Regions from separate parts of the Mus musculus genome. Here region 1 is linked to region 2. The links are chromatin contacts, called in public Hi-C maps. All regions are on one chromosome and are shown on one strand. The core of a region is the stretch at or near the end of the contact, and the rest is flanking DNA. Distances in the headings are between cores, read along the strand shown.

Region 1 (3,183 bases), core at 97-2,596, 400 kb after region 2:
CACCATGGCCTCTGCATCAGCTCTTGATTTCAGGTTCTGGCCCTGTTTCAGTTCCTGTCCTGACTTTCTTTGATGAATACAAATATGGAAATATAAGCCAAGTAAACCTTTCTTGGGAGATTTTGGGAGGAAAAGGAAGTTGCATTTTGGTCATGGTGTTCGTTGCAGCAATAGAAACCTAACTAGGACAGACTCTAAGTCCATGATTTTGAGATTCATATTGTATGAACACATCCTCATGGTAACTGTGCCTATAACACATGGTAACTGTGCCTTATTAAAAAAAAAATCTACCAATGAGGGCATTATTGACAGAAAAGGCCAAAAGAAACAAAAAAGAAAAAGAAACAAAAGAAAAGAAGAAATTGACAACAGCAAAAACATCTTTAAGAATGATAATGTTTTTAAAATAAAGAAAGCTGATCTTACAGTGACTAATAAACTTCTAGGCTATTTTGCTGAAAGTGAGATTTGAATTTATGCTGATCAAATTTGTTGCAGATAAAGATGACTGCTGTCTCTTGCTCGGCACAGAGGTTCTGTTGGGGAAACACTGCATTCTTTTAAATTACAGCCAAGAATATTACTTCTATATTACCCATTCACTTCTTCACTTTTGCTATTCCCCAAGGCCACAGTTCCATTAAGGCCAGGGACAGAAAAGTCGGGTGAGCAAACCAGCCCATTTCAATAGACAGAAATTTGCTCACAAAGTAGAACATTATCTTCCATATTGCTCTGCAGTTGCTTTGGCAGTCATTGTCCTTTATGGCAGACTTATGGAGAAGCTGTGAGCTGAGCACTTATTTGGATCTAGGATTTCCTGTCTAATTCTTAAGAAGAGAAAAGGAAGGATAAAGATTAAGAGCATCATTTAAATGTGAGCCAGCGGAGCTTACTACAGAATGAGTGGGACTGTGATTTGTGCAGGGAGGACCAGCTAATTTGGATGTGTGACCTGACTGCAGACAGTGTCCTCAGTTCCTGAAAAATGAAGCATCTGCCAGATGCACTGTGATGTTAATTAGATGCTGGACCAGATAGAAGTGGATGGATACAAAATCCAGACAAATGAGAGGGGGCTGAGGAGTCCTCTTTGTATGCGAGGGAGAGGATTGCTGTGGAGGCTCTTTTTTTTTTTTTTTTTAAACAATATCACATGTCTGCTTATTCATGAACACTGATTCCTTGTGAAGTTTACAGATCTCTGTGTTTGAAATATGGGGCGTGTTGAGTATGAAAATGCTCTCTAGAGACTTTTACCACAACGATTTGATGAGAAATAACATGAAGTTGTATTTCTACATACAATGCCTCTTGCCTCTTTAAAAGTAACAGACTTCGCAGGAAGTGGTGATGTTGCAATAAAAATTAAAGCATGCAATGCTCAGAAATGTCAGGGATGTATGCTTCTTCTTTTTTTTTTCAGAAATAACTTTATTCCACTGAGACAATGGCCATGGAGTGATGTGGCTAGCTGCAAACACATGCCTCTAGTCTTACTATTCTGTCCTTCATGGATCTCTCCAGTCATTACTGCATTTCTAAGATATTCTCTGAGATCATTTCCTGTATTCACATACTCTAATTGTGTATGTCCCACCTTTTTCTCACCTCTCTGGGGCTCAGGGCTGTGATCCAAAAAGTAGTAAGAAAGCTTTAGAATCATATCTACATCTACATCTACATCTACATCTACATCTACATCTACATCTACATCTACATCTACATCTACATCATCTACATCTACATCTACAGCTACAGCTACAGCTACAGCTACATATGCTAAGACAAGAGTATGAGTCTCTTTTTTGTGTGCTACTAAGCCATGGCTACATTGTTCAGAAGAATAACCGTCAGTATTGACTGAGAATGTGCCCTATGCCAAAGACTAAACCAAGGGTTCACAAAGATCACCCAGTTTAATTTGTATAGCAACCTATTACAAGTATTGCCCATATTTTATGGTTGTGAACCTACGTTCTAGCCAAGTGAAGTATCATGTCCATAGAGGTGAGAAAGAGCTGTGATCTGAACTCTAACTTATCCTCTTGCCCATTTCTCTGCTTCCCCATCTGAGATAACAGTTTAGACTACAGGCTATGTAGTCTGTACAGCTGCTTCCAGAAGCTTGAAGGTTAGCTCAGTCTCTGCTTACCTTGATTTTATCACTTGCTGTTGCCTGAAATGCCACATACAGGGACATTCTTTGAGTGAGAACACAGCGAGGGCTAATGAGTCATCAGCTGCCAATCAGCTGCCAACTGGATTTCCCGGGTGGGCTCAGGGTTTCATAAGTGTGACAGGCCATTTAATATGGATGATAATGAAAGTTTTAGTTCTCCCTTAAAACATTTTATGCTTTTAAGGCATGCTTTTTGTTTTCCTGTTTTTTAGATTATTTTTGGAATAAAAGAGTTATATAGCCCCATAGAAAAACCAGTCTATGCTTTACAAATATAAATGTGTCTATCAGTGACTTCTAATGGCAAAGCTTTGGTCCAGCTCACACTATGTAATTGTGTTCATTGTAGAATGTTAGAGACCCCAGCCAGAGGGAGGGATATTTTAGAGGATCTCCTATGTGCAACTAGTTGCTTTTGCTTGCACATATGCATAATTTGCGGTGGGGGAGGGGGTGGGGGGGAAGGGCGGGCGGGGAGTTGAGGCAATATTCACTTGGCCCCAATAGACTATCTTAGAAGAAGGTCACATCAGTTCCCTGGGGCTACCATGGCAAATGGCCACAAACTAGGAAACACAAAGCAACAGAAATAGTCATTTCACGGATGGTGGCTGTACATATGACATCTAGGTGTTGGTAGGTTAAAGTCTTTGGATGTCTGAGTGAACATTTGTTCCTACTTTCATCCCCATTTCAGGTATTTTATGATAACCTGTAGCCGTCTTTTTCTTATGGAAATGTCATTCCAATGTCTGCCTTTGTCTATAATGCTGTTCTTTGTGGCGGCCAGTGTCCATATTTGCCACATTTTTTTTTAAAGGAAATTAATGTGTGGCTTCATTGGCATTGTTTTGGTTTATGTCACCTTATTTTTACCATTTTTCCCCCGAGGTATAATCTCTCTTTGTTAGGCCTGGCTGCCTTGGAACTTATAACTGTCTTCCTTTGTAAGCCTCCCAAGTGCTGTGATTACAGGAGTTAGCCACAATAGCTGCCTA
Region 2 (3,230 bases), core at 563-3,062:
ACAAAGCATCTCAGGTGCATAGAAAGTGTTCTGGTCAATGTTGCAACCTGAAGTCACACTCAGTAGCAACCAGGAACATACTGTTTTTCTGTACTTCACGTTTATTGACTGGATCATGAAGTTGAAAGGAGATACATTGCAAAGGCTTTTGCTAGATGTAGGAAAGACACATGACCGGCCCAGTTGTTAAGGGAATAAAGCAGGAGCCAGACTAAAGGTGGCTGGATCGGATCTAATGTGCAAGGCAGGACTCGCCTTACACTGTTGAGAGATGAGGTTAGGAGAAGCCGGACAAAGCCCACATAGTGAATTGTGCACAGGACCCCGAAGGTCAAGTTAAGCATGAAACCTTCGAGAGCAGTGAGCAGTGATCAGGGAACATTTAAGGCCCCAAGGTGATGAACCTGGGATGCCAAAAAAATGGGCCAAAACTTAAGGAGGACCACTTAGATGAGAATAAAATTATGAAGCAAGAATATTGGATGTCCTACTTTGCTTCCTGTTGCTGTGATGAAAAACGCCATGTAATAAAAAGCAACTTGGGGAGGAGAGGGCCTATTTCAACTCACAGGCTACATCCTAACTGAGGGAGGCAGTGGCAGGGGCTCACAGCAGGATTCTGATGCAGAGACCCTGTGGGGATGCTATTGCTTACTGGATCTCTCCCTTGCTTTCTACCTGCCTAGGGATAGTGCTACCCACAGTAGGCTGGGCCCTCCTGTTTCATTTAGCAATCAAGAACATGCCCCACAGACAAGCCAATGGACTAGTCTGATCTAGAAAATTTCTCAGTTGAGGTTACTTGTTTCTAGTTGACTCTACTTTATATCAAGTATATCAAGTTAGCACTAAATAAAATTAGCATATTGGCCTAATCTCCCCGCCCTCCCCGCCAAAAAAAACAAACAAACAAACAAACAAAAAAAACCCCTACAAAGTTGCTATTGGAAAGTTGCCCGTGTATTTTTTATTATGTTTGTTATGAGACTAGACTCAAGATGGAATTCAGTCTGGTCTAGAACTCACAGGGCCTGCCTGCCTCTGCATCCAAGTGTTGGGATTACTGGAAGGAGCTACCAAATCTGGTCACACCTGCTTTTAAAAAGGTTTTTTATAGTTGGTAGTTTCAATGAGTTCGTGCCAGAAAAACTGTTAAACAGTTGGCTTCTTTTTCTGCCTTGAAAGAACTTATCTAAGCCTGCTGGCTGAGCTGGCTCAGGGCTTGCGTCACAAGTGTGAGATGTCAGTGCAACCTCCCTACAAGGCAGGCGAGGTGCCAGGAGAGGTAAGGGGAGTCCTGGGATTGCTGAACAGAGTCCAGCTGAATCATGCAGCACCGGGTCCACTGAGAGACCCTGTCATGAAACTAATGTGAGTCGTGAGTGAGGAAACCAGCTGACAGGAGCATCCTGCCTCCACACATGTTTGTTCCCTCATGTTTGTATGCATGTATGCAAAGGCCACGCTATGTACTTTATATGTTTGTATATAGTATGTACATGGATGGAGGAATAAGTATATTAAGAGGCTGTGGACATTGTAACTGGACTCCTCATTATGGCTTCAGAAGTTTGTTACTAGATAAACCTGTACGTATTATGAAAATGGTAATTATTCCTTCATACTCTGAGTTCTCTTACCAGTTTTCAAATGCAGACATACTAAGGAACTAGACTCCATTAGTAAGCTGTAACCTCAGAGCTAATTATAGAAGGGGAATGACTAGATAGTTGGCAGCTGTATGTATGTGTGGAGCAGTGTGCAGACTATGTCCACGTGTGTTCATGCAACCCAGACATGAGTAAAAATGACAGGACACAAATGAGTAATAAATAAATCAGGCTGTGAGCTGAACACCGGGCTCCTGGGATCTAGCAGATACACTCATCCCGTTCCTCAGAGAGGAAGCTGACTCACCAATTATCAGAGTCCTCAAGATGGGAAACAGTGGGAATTTGAAGATTGGGAAACTTCATTAGAAGTTGGGGAATTTCATAAAGAAGTTTTTAAAAGGGGTAGGGTGAGGCATGGTAGCCAATCAGTGCATTATAACTAATTAGTACATTCAAATCAGGGGAGGTGATTGTATTAGTTATTTTTGTCATTGCTATGACCAAATATTTTACAGGAAGCAACTGGAGAGGGGGGAGGGTTTTTTTTTTTGTTTATACTTTGAGAAGGGATATCACGGCAGGGAAGGAAGGCTCAGTGAGTGGCCAGGTTGTGAGGCAGCTGAGCACAGAGAATCCACAGTTATCAGTCAGAGGGAGAGGAACACTGGTGTTGGCTGACTCTTTCACAGACTGGTGCCACTTGCATTTAGGGTGGGCCATCCTACCTCAGTTTACCCAGTCTGGAAATTTCCTCACAGACATGCCTAGGGATGTCTCTCTATAGTGATTTAAATCCCACTAAGTTGTCAGCAGTATTAACAACCGAGAGACTGGAGAGATGGCTTAACCATTAGGAGCGCTTGCAGCTCTCGGAGGACAGGAGTTTTGTTCACAGCCTAGGTTGGGTGGCTCACAACCACCTGTACCTCCAGCATCTAGCCTCTATGGGCACTTGTTTTGTGTATATATATACACAGAGACACAGGACCACACATACACTTAAATAAAAATAAAATAAATCTTAAAGAAATTAACCATCATGATGTTTTGTCTATATGTGTGTTAGTGTACCACCTTCATAACCCAAAAGAGGTTATCAGATCCCCTTGAACTGGAGTTATAGATGGTTGTGAGCCATCATGTGGGGGTTGGGAATTGAACCCAGGTCCTCTGGAAGAATAGACAGTGCTTTTAACCACTGAGCCATCTTGCTAGCCCCTAACTGCATTTTCTAAATACCAGTGAAAAAGCTGAAATTGAGGACCCAGCTTTGGTGTAAATGATCAGTCATTGGGCTATATAGAGATGCTCAGAAGAGATGAGGGGGCTGCAGCAGGGGGTCACATGTTGCATTATAATATCTGTGTGTCTTTATTTAGAGTAGTGGTTCTCAGCCTGTGGGTCATGACCCCTTTGGTGAGGTGGGGGTCACATAGCTGATACTCTACATATCAGATATTTACATTAAAATTTATAACAGTAACAAAATTACAGTTGTGAAGTAGCAGTGAAATAATTTTATGGTTGTGGGTCAGCACAACATGAGGAACTGCATTAAAATGCCGCAGCAGAAGGAAGGTTGGGGATCCCGCTAATTTAGAACATTACAGAGCTCCT

The links. A called contact is a pair of places that touch in the nucleus more often than the background predicts.
Region 1: a Hi-C map of adipose-derived mesenchymal stem cells shows a contact between it and region 2, with 2.0 times the contacts expected there. A contact is called at or near these places in 1 of 39 promoter capture datasets (hippocampal neurons), 1 of 484 Hi-C or Micro-C datasets (adipose-derived mesenchymal stem cells) and 1 of 130 datasets of targeted methods (large pre-B cells).

Annotation. Positions count from the first base shown.
Region 1 is chr19:22,221,700-22,224,882 of GRCm38.p6, forward strand. It overlaps a transcript of Trpm3 not described here. Among named protein-coding and RNA genes, the nearest start is that of Trpm3, 220 kb to the right of the region's middle.
Region 2 is chr19:21,818,534-21,821,763 of GRCm38.p6, forward strand. All of the region lies in intron 12 of Cemip2 (cell migration inducing hyaluronidase 2), which reads left to right. Among named protein-coding and RNA genes, the nearest start is that of Cemip2, 42 kb to the left of the region's middle.